2 separate regions of the Hordeum vulgare genome follow, and region 1 is linked to region 2. A link is a contact called in public HiChIP or PLAC-seq data. All regions are on one chromosome and are shown on one strand. The core of a region is the stretch at or near the end of the contact, and the rest is flanking DNA. Distances in the headings are between cores, read along the strand shown. Region 1 holds the start of LOC123404134 (enhancer of mRNA-decapping protein 4-like). Region 2 holds the start of LOC123401377 (KH domain-containing protein At5g56140-like).

Region 1 (5,049 bases), core at 203-2,702, 300 kb before region 2:
ACTGATATTACCTCAATAGTATATGCAGTGTACTCCCTCGGTTCTTAAATATAAGTTTTTTTAAGAGATTTCACTACGAACTACATACGAATGTATATAGACATATATTAGAGTGTAGATTCATTTATTTTGCTTTGTATGTACTCCCTCCGTTTCTAAATATAAGTCTTTAAAGAGGTTTCATTAATGAACTACATACGAATGTACTCCCTCCATTCCTAAATATAAGTTTTTTTAGGAGAGCGATGCTGCATCATGTGGCAGTGCCACTTGCGCTCGAGATGCATCAATCTATATGCATGCATGCACCGCCCGGAGCATGTGCAGCCGTACCATTCGCCCTCGAGCGCTGCTGCACGCCTGCATGCGGCCTCCTGCGGCAGGCCGTGCCGTTGCCGGCGCCCAGCCCATGCCAATCGTGCGGCTCCATTTCGCCTGTGCAGGCGTAGCCTCGATCTGCACCGTCGGATCCGATCTTGAAATAACTATAAACTAGCACCGCATTGACCTCTCGAAGCAAAATCCACTCGTGACATGTTTATTTTCCCTCTCGCATGGAAAGCATAAAAGAATCGGACGGTAGTATGAAGTAGTACTTGGAGAAAGGAGAAGGGGTTTGCGTTTCGCACCTCGTAGAAACCTGATATTCCACTGCCGCAGAGTAAGGACCGGGTCGATTGTTTGATTTATTAGGCACCATATATACCCTAAACTAATGTATAACGGAGCGAGAAGGGTCATTTAGACTTCATGCATTGGCTCGGGGAGTTGCTAGCGACAAATGCTCTGCATGCTTTGGTTTACAAAAATGGATCAATTTCCGATATACCCTGTATATATAACGGAGAAAAGAAGTGCAAAATATTAAGGGTCTGTTTAAGACTACTCTATTTCATAAAATTCAATTCTGCTCCATCAAATACACTTTGAAGCCCTATATAGAAGTTGTAACTATTTTAAAAAGAGTGTTTGGCTTTTATTCAGCTCCAGCTTTAAAAATAAAAAATTTGATAGAGAGGATATATCCGATTGGATGAATGGGGAGAAAAAAAAACATCCACTTACTGGTTGCAGTGATGGGTAATTTCCTGTCGACTTCAACTTTCATATTTTTTTGAAGCACCTCCTAAAGAGGTTCATAAAAAACATGAAGTTGTATCTCAGATTATAGTTTTTTCAAAACGGCAAACAATAAAGCTATCACGTTTGGCTTATGTTTTTAAAAGCAGAGCTGAATTTTAAGGACGAAATGGTCCCAAACAGGCCCTAAGGCACATGCCCTATATATTTTTAGGGTTAAGCTGCCCTATATCTGGGGTAGAGAGCATTTTTATTTTTTTATATAGAAGTAAAGTCAAACAGAAGGAAAAACTGACGGCACTGCAACATTTGAGTTCTCAAAGATCCTCGTCAAAATAAAGCGAAACAGCGAGGGCGCAAAGGCGAGAGAAAACAATCGCCGCCTCCCACCTCGACCTGCACTTCTGGTCTTCCGCTCCGCCGCACCTCCGACCCATCCCCTCTCTCACCCCCACTTCCCCCCCAGATCTACTCCACTGCCGCCTCCAATGGCGTCTCCAGCCGGAAACCCTAACCCGAACCCCGGCAACCCCAATCCCCCCTTCGAGATGGCCATGCTCTTCAGGCCGCCTCCCAACCCCGCGCCGACGGCCGCGCCCATGTTCCCCGGCGCCGCCGGCCCGCCGCCGCCCTCCGGCCCTTACTCCTACCCCCCGGCCACCCCTCCCTTCCACCTCCGCCCCTACCTCCACTACCCGCAGGATCCCCAGCCCCCCATGCCCCGCCCGGTCATCCCCTTCCCCATGCCGAACCCGAACGCGAACCCCAACCCGAGCGCTAACCCCATGGCCGCCGCGGGCGCCAACCCGGGCGCCCGCCTCATGCAGCTGCTCGGCAGCTCCGGCTCGGGCCACCTCGAGTCCGCGGTATCTATGCCCCCGCCGTCGTCCGAGTTCGCCGCCGCGCAGCCGTCGCCGCTCCCGGCGATGCCATCCGCGCCGCCGGCGAGGATGCTCAGCAGCACCAGCAGCAAGGTGCCGAGAGGGCGGCTTCTGGGTGGCGGGGACAAGGCGGTGCACAACGTTGACTCGAGGCTGCCTGGGGAGGCGCAGCCTCCACAGCTGGAGGTGACGCCGATCACCAAGTACACGTCAGACCCAGGTCTTGTGCTGGGCAGGCAGATCGCTGTGAACCGGACGTACATCGTGTATGGGCTCAAGCTGGGGAACATCCGTGTGCTAAACATCAACACCGCGCTTCGCTCACTGCTCCGTGGCCATACACAGGTATATATTTTAGTCCAGCGAGATTAGTTATCGGTTAGTTCTGTGTAGAAATGCTCATTGAGAAATTGAATCGCTGGGTAGTGGGTGTTAATGATGCATGACGCCTTCAGCAGTGGGGAGGGATCTGAAAATTTCGACGTGTAAATACTGCATTGCCCATACGATAGAATAACATACCTTATACATTTTCCAGTGCAGTCATTTTTCAGATATTTTGTTATCAACTCATTCAGTTGCATGCTATTTTTAAAACAACATCCGATACATTGTTATTCGTATTTGATGCCATGGCGGGGTTGGTGAATTAACTATGTAATACTGTAATAGATATGTTAATTCTGGTATTATGCTTCTTAGATCGTTAAGAAAGCTGAATGGGCTTATTTCAGTGAATTTGAACATTCTACTCATGAAATAACCACTACCCACTAGGCTGTTACTGTGTGGTTGTTTGCTTGTGTGCTCATATTCAGCTATTTTAATTTACAAAATAGTCTATGTAAAACTGTCCTGCAATTTAAATGCTCAAGGAAGTGACTGAGGATTTCTGATGTCAATATTTGTTAATATCTTTAGATGATAACTGGTTATTCACTCCTTACTTTCATGTGGGTATGAATTTTACCAAGTATATGAAAGTGCATCTGTTTCTTATGACTTGTGTTCTTTCTTCTTTAGAGGGTCACGGATATGGCTTTCTTCGCTGAGGACGTCCATCGTTTAGCAAGGTACTGTGTACTGAACAATAACACAGCATGAATTTGTTCACCCAGTTGGCAGCAGAACAAAAAGTTATCTTCACTCTCCTTTGGAGGTCACATATTTAACATTTGTTCTGGGGCCATGCCTCTTTATTATTTACAATATATCAAACATCTAATCGTTATCCGTATTCTTTATTATTGCGTGGGTCATATATGCTAACTTGCTCTGTTCTTCTGCAGCGCAAGTGTGGATGGACGGATATACGTGTGGAGGATTGATGAGGGGCCCGATGCAGAAAATAAGCCACAAATTACAGGAAAGATAGAAGTTGCCATACAAATTGTAGGTGATGCCGAAGCTTACCATCCAAGAATATGTTGGCACTCTCATAAGCAAGTAAGGCATCATTTATATAACATTTGCCACCTCCAAGTTCATTTTGCATCTCAACTTACTAATGGAGTTGCGTGTTTCTCGTACAGGAACTTCTGTTTGTTGGAATCAGAAACTGCGTCTTAAGAATAGATACAACTAAAGTGGGCAGGGGAAGAGACTTTACCGCTGAAGAACCTATCAAATGTCATCTTGATGATCTTATTGACGGTGTACGTTTGGTTGGTAGGCATGATGGTGATGTGACAGATTTGTCTATATCTCAGTGGATGACTACCCGACTGGCTTCAGGATCAAATGATGGCACGGTTTGTATCAAATACCCGCCTGTTTATTGTGAATTTTTGAATTCTGGGAAATTGAGAGAAGTATTTTCTGAATGTGGTATTCTTGAATATGCCATTAGATTCTAGTTCTTCTGAGCAAAATGGAACCTTGTTTCCTCTTCCATTTCACTGAATAAATCATATAAACAACCATTGAATAAATCATTAAACTGTGACTGAACTTTCCATCTATAGGCTTGCAGGGTTAATTATTTTATTCTGGTATGCAGAGTATTTTTTTTCTTAAAATTTTGGTATCTTAACATTTTGTTCTCTTGTCGTTTCAAAACACCTTTCTCTTAAGAGTGGAAACCAAACCATGTCTCCTGGTATGTTGTCAAGGGCTGTTTGGATGGGCCTGTCATGACATATTCTGGAAATAGTCCATCAAATGATCTGTGGTTTGGACTGTGTCCCCCTTGATTTGATGGTTTTGACTGCATACCATATAAAACTATTTGTAATGCGTAGAAAAACTGTGAAATACGTTTCACCTGCTATGTTCGTGTAACCTTGATTGGATGGTTATCAGCTGCTGTCTGGTTACTGCTAATAATCGGTTGAATATTAACATCAGCTGCTAGGTTAAGCACTAATGAGGTTGCCAGCAATTTTTTGACTTATTAGTTGGCCTCTCTTTTCCCTACTAGACATGATTTTATTTAAAGAAGTGCCAATCTTCCTCACTAAGAACATTTCTAATGTATATTGGTTTATTTTGCAGGTAAAGATTTGGGATGATCGCAAGTTAGCGCCTCTATCGATTCTAAAGCCACATGATGGTCAAGCTGTTTACTCAGTTGCCTTTCTTACAGCACCTGAGCGCCCACATCATATAAATCTCATCACGGCAGTATGCACTCTTGCACAGATTACTTAATTTGTCCCAACGATTGCTTAACTTACTTACCTTTTGTAGCACACATTTTTCTTGGGGCATCCTGCTCAATTTTTTTGTAGAAGTGTTATCCTGGGCAAAATGCTTCATCCAGGAGTTTGAATCTGCCATTATGCGTAGCAATTAGTCCAGATGACATTGAAATGAACTATAAGGTGCTTGTACCACTTGACAAAGGACAGACCCAGTGTTTAGAAATGAACTATAAGGTGCTTGTACCACTTGACAAAGGACAGACCCAGTGTATAGAAGCTCCCACACAAGGTGGGGGTCTGGGGAGGGATTATTGGAACCTAGTCTTACCCCTGCGAAGTGCAATAAAGAGTCTGGTTCGAACCCACGACCTCTTGGCACAAGTGGGGAGTTTGAATAAAATCTAAACAGAGCTGTATTTGCCTACAATTGCCAAGGGCGAAGAGGC
Region 2 (4,725 bases), core at 2,165-4,664:
TCCATTCATATCAGTTGCTGCTCCATTTGAATATAATCCTCCCGATGTTAGTGGACTACCATGTTCAAAGCCACTTTGGTTTAAAAGGGAGGCGTTCTCCAATAGTGTGGAAACACGTAAAATTTCTGTTTCAAATTGCAATTTCAAGAACAAGATGTAGAAAGTCAGCAGTTAGAATTAGTGATTAGCAATATACATATATACCTGACGAGTTAGTGTAAATAACTAATCTAACAGAACTTTCGTCCCTTAACAATGAAAAATTAACAAAACCATAATAGTGTCAACTGCAAATCAGTATAGTTAGTTGTAAAGCATACATTTATGCTGAGAAGATATGCGAATAAATTAATTAATACACGCTTGCAGAAAAAAATAGTAGCAGGCCAAATATCTATAGAACAAGCAGAATTCAACAATATAAATAGAGCTACAACATTACAGCCAAACAGAGCAACACAAAAAAGGCATACGCCAAATGCACAAAAAATTGCATCTCTTTTGTAAGATTATTAATTACAGCTATAAAAATTAGCACACTGGTGTTTATCCAACTAAGTTGGAGCTTCCCTGTGATCCTGGTAATCTAAAATATCCTCCGCCACAAATAATCCCATCAAGGAAGGACATATATTGCCTCCATAGACATGCCATCTAGTGTCATGGGCATTCAGGTCAAGGGGGCATGAAATGTCTCTTTATATCATGATTAGTCAGAATTACTTCTGTTAGGGATAAGACAAGATTAGACTGCATTTATATTAGCTAATATATGATGATGATCTATTAGAGATTAGTTAATTAGATACTAAGTAGGCTATCCCCTACACAACAGATGCCGTGTACCTATTGTCATTGAGCAATGAGGGAGTCCGCTAGTAACTCTCTAAACCACCACGTTAAGGATTTCATTCCTTAATGATAATAGGGTACATGCTGTCTCTTTTATAGGCATGACATGCTTAGCCCCTCAACCATACATCTCTAACAGATCTAATAATCATATCTTCACCAACCAGATACAATCTAATCCTATATTATCTCTGGGGGAAGTAATCCTAACTAAACTTCATTTATAGAAATAGATGCTGTCATGCATCCCTTAACCTTGACCTAAAACCCATGACACCAAAGTATCGGCACAATGGTTTTGTTATCCTCTTACCAGTCCAAGAGTTATTTAGAAGAGGAGGATGTATTACAAATCTTCAGAATGTAGTTCGACTTTGAACTAAATGCGAAGAATGATTAAAAACATCCCGCTTCTCAAACAGGACAATAATGTGAATTTGGGACGCCCTTATCAAAAGCATGGACCCATGGCAAACACTATGTTTGATTCTAATCCTCAATGCAGTCAAAATAGCACAAAAATTCAAAGATGAACCATAAATCACAAACTAAAACCCAATCCCATCATTGAACAATCCAGCAATGCTGTGTATGAACACAGTGACTAACAATATGAACTAATAAATTCACTTGTTTGTAGCAATTTTGGCTGCAGATATTACTTAACGAGGCAAATGTAATGGCCACTCACAGACTCAAAAGGTGTTAGAAGTAACAAGTTAATAACTCAGATGTATTGGCACCACCGCATGAATTTATCAATCATAGATATGCTGCCGACAACAGAAAATTGCACGGCTTCAAGCTCACTGATGATCCTGACACATTGGGACGCGATAGAAAATGAGGTACTATGCAAGTTAGTACTTTCAAAAAGCATGCCGCCATCAGGTTGCTGAATGAGACAGTCAATGTAGTCCAGCAAGCCTCAGCCAAGTTAGTGAAGCCATTCATCTAAGACTAAGCTACAATGAGATGGTCGTGGGACACCATGCTCATAAAGAAGATTAGGCATGTAGAGCTGTGGCTGAGTGCATGAATTCATGGAGATAAAGATTAAGAGTCTAAACAAAAGCAGATGATGAGTGGCGAGGTGGGGTAGTGGTAGGTAGGGTGGTGAAGACAAAAGATATTAAGAGTTCTAATCATTTGCCAAGGCAATACTCCAGTGTAGTGGTTAAACATAAACAAGCAGGGGGGAGCACCAGTGTAGTGGTTAGCTAAACAGCAATCATGAATGAAGCAGCAGCAAGGTAAAATAAAAGCATATTGTTACTCATTTTATAAAACAAACAGAAGCAACAACCACAGTAGAATAAAAGCATATCCCACCACACAATATGTACAAAGTAAATGCACACAACAAGAATGACTGATTTTGTGGCAAATCTAGCTCAGCTGCAGATGAAAACAACTTCCTTTGTAGGAAAAAGGCTAACCACCATAAGCAACAAATCAGAGGTACACGAAAGTCAAATATTCTCGCCATCACGACAGAATATTCCGAATCGTGTGGAAGAGGCAGCAACTGGACCAGCACGCAGATGCTATATCAGAATAACACAAATGGCATGATTACATGAGAGCTCACCTTGATTCAGCAAGCGGATGCTATGAGGGAGCACCGGGACAAACGGGTTCAGCTTGTGGCGCTCCGCGAGCAGTTCCGCAAGGTACCTGGTAGAAAAACAAAGGACCATTATTACTCATCATCTGCCACACTTATCGTACAGCACAGCCTAGTCAGCTTTAATTTGGTGAATAACCAGCAAATCCCCCCTGGATCAAGAGGTACAGAATCACAAGCCGATCAGCAAAGGGAACCCCGGCCGAGGTGAGCGGCTGGCATGTTTGATTCAAGCAGCGAAACCACGACAGGACGCAATGGTTGCCGCAAAGGGGAGATCTCGCGGCGGGGAATCAGATCCGATCCCCAAAAGGCCCTGTACCTCACCGGGCTAAATCAGATTCAAGCGGCGAGCGGAACCTTGGTGACAACCCAAACAACACCGAATCGGCGGCGGGAGGGCCCGAATCTGGCCTCCCCGGCGCGATCGGAGCCTCGCCTCGCCCAAAGTCAGCGACGGCGGCCACTCCAACAACACGCAACACATACCCTCTAGTCTAGTCTAGCCTAGCCTAGTCCGCTGCACACACGACGAGACGGGGAGCTGGGGGGAGGAGGAGGAGGGAGCTTACTTCTCCTGGTCGGCGACGGCGGCGGAGGAGGCGCGGAGGCCAGAGATGCGCGGGGAGTGCGGGGTGGTGGACGGGGAGGGCGAGTAGGCCATGTACCGTCCCGACGACATCTCTGCAGCAGCAGCAGCTCTCCAACCGGCGGCGTTAGCTGGGCTAGCTGGCTAGGGTTGCGGTGGCGGCCTGCTCGCCCAGCGCCTACACGCTCTCTCTCTCTATCGGGATGGCGGCGGCGGCGAGAGGAGGAAGAGGGGGAGGGGGAGGAGGCCGGGCGATGGGCTTATAAGGAAGCGAGGGAGGAAGGGGATGACGATGCGCCGCGCGACGCGGTAACTAGCGGAGCGGGTGAGTGAACAGTTCGGTGCGGACGCGGGGGAGGGGAGGGGAGGGGCCGCGGCGGCGCCCGGTCCTGATCTCCTCGCCTCTCCGGGTTCGGTTCGGTTCGGCGGCCGGTAAAAAAATGCCGGGAAAGTGGTGGGACGTTGGGGGAATTCCGGAGGGGCGAGTCGCTCGGCTCCGTGCGAGGGAGTCAACATGCAGCAGTGGTTGGTGAGGTTTTATCGGGATCGATCGATCGATCGATCGGGCCCGGTTGATTTCGTTTTACCTGCTGCTTCTAGAAGACTAGGCGAGCTGAATATCGGTATATGCGTTGTGTAGTAGTACTAGGTATCTAGTGTGAACATGGAGCGAGGTAGAGTGTGAAACTGAGGGAGCTGTCCGTGCTGCTGCCGCCAACAACGCTGTTTTAAGCTTAGGATTTTAGGTGACGTGATTAGAGGGACACTGTTTTGGGGCCTGCTATGGCCATCACGCGTGTTTTATGTCACGTTGTTCATCAGTTTTTTAAAATTGTTTTGGGGCCTGCTATGGCCATCACCCGTGTTTTATGTCACGTTGTTCATCGGTTTTTTAAAATTGAAATCGAATCGATCGTTGATTTCAAAAGGAAATCTGTTGGTATCATGTCATTAATCGGTGTTGAAAATTTTCTTGCATTTTCTTTCCATCTTTCAACTACTAGGGCATCACACTATGCATGTTGTCGGTGTTGTTGAGACTTGAGACCAACAACGCCGTTGAGGGACAACGTACTTGGTTGGAAGGGTGCGAGCGGTGTATCGAGATGATATGATAGACGTTTTACTTAGGTTCAAGCACTCAAGAGGATCGAGTACGACTCTGCTCTTGTCTCCGGCGGTTGTTTTGCTCAGGTAATCACTGACGATCGTAAAGGATGACCGAAGGACATCAGTTTTACGGATTACATGCTTTTATCCTTGCGGCAAAGAGAAATAACATAATGATAGATGAAAACCGTTGCATTATATATGATCTAAAATGTGTTAGATCTCCCGAGATGGTCCCTAGCTCGACTTATAAATCTGGTCAAGTTAGGGTTAGATGGCTCACGGTTGTATTTTTTTTATGGGCTTATGCCCTTTGGTTCTGTCGGACCATGTCGTACGTGTGTGGCTTCTTTCTTGCTTTCCCGTGACAGGGTCAGTCCTGAGCAGGTGCGTCCCGTGCGGCCGCACATGGCCCTCACTTGCCAAGGGACCCCACCTAGGTACATGGTACTATATACGAAGGCCTAGTTGCGTCTCGACAGCTTGACTTAAGTAATCACCAAAAAAAAGCCTGATCGAATAAGCACCCTTCAATTTTGCTGGAAAT

The links. HiChIP or PLAC-seq counts read pairs in DNA pulled down with a chosen protein or histone mark.
Region 1: an H3K4me3 HiChIP or PLAC-seq map of embryo shows a contact between it and region 2, with 7 times the contacts expected there. The contact joins the promoter of LOC123404134 here to the promoter of LOC123401377 in region 2. A contact is called at or near these places in 1 of 6 Hi-C or Micro-C datasets (seedling) and 1 of 1 datasets of contacts at active chromatin or transcription factors (embryo).

Annotation. Positions count from the first base shown.
Region 1 is chr6H:483,863,362-483,868,410 of MorexV3_pseudomolecules_assembly, reverse strand. It overlaps LOC123404134 (enhancer of mRNA-decapping protein 4-like), which reads left to right and starts at 1,452. Exons shown (of 14, transcript XM_045098057.1): 1 at 1,452-2,306; 2 at 2,985-3,034; 3 at 3,251-3,407; 4 at 3,494-3,712; 5 at 4,455-4,583. The coding sequence starts at 1,569.
Region 2 is chr6H:483,561,312-483,566,036 of MorexV3_pseudomolecules_assembly, reverse strand. LOC123401377 (KH domain-containing protein At5g56140-like) reads right to left here and starts at 3,414. Exons shown (of 7, transcript XM_045095165.1): 1 at 3,052-3,414; 2 at 2,444-2,529; 3 at 1-125. The coding sequence starts at 3,161.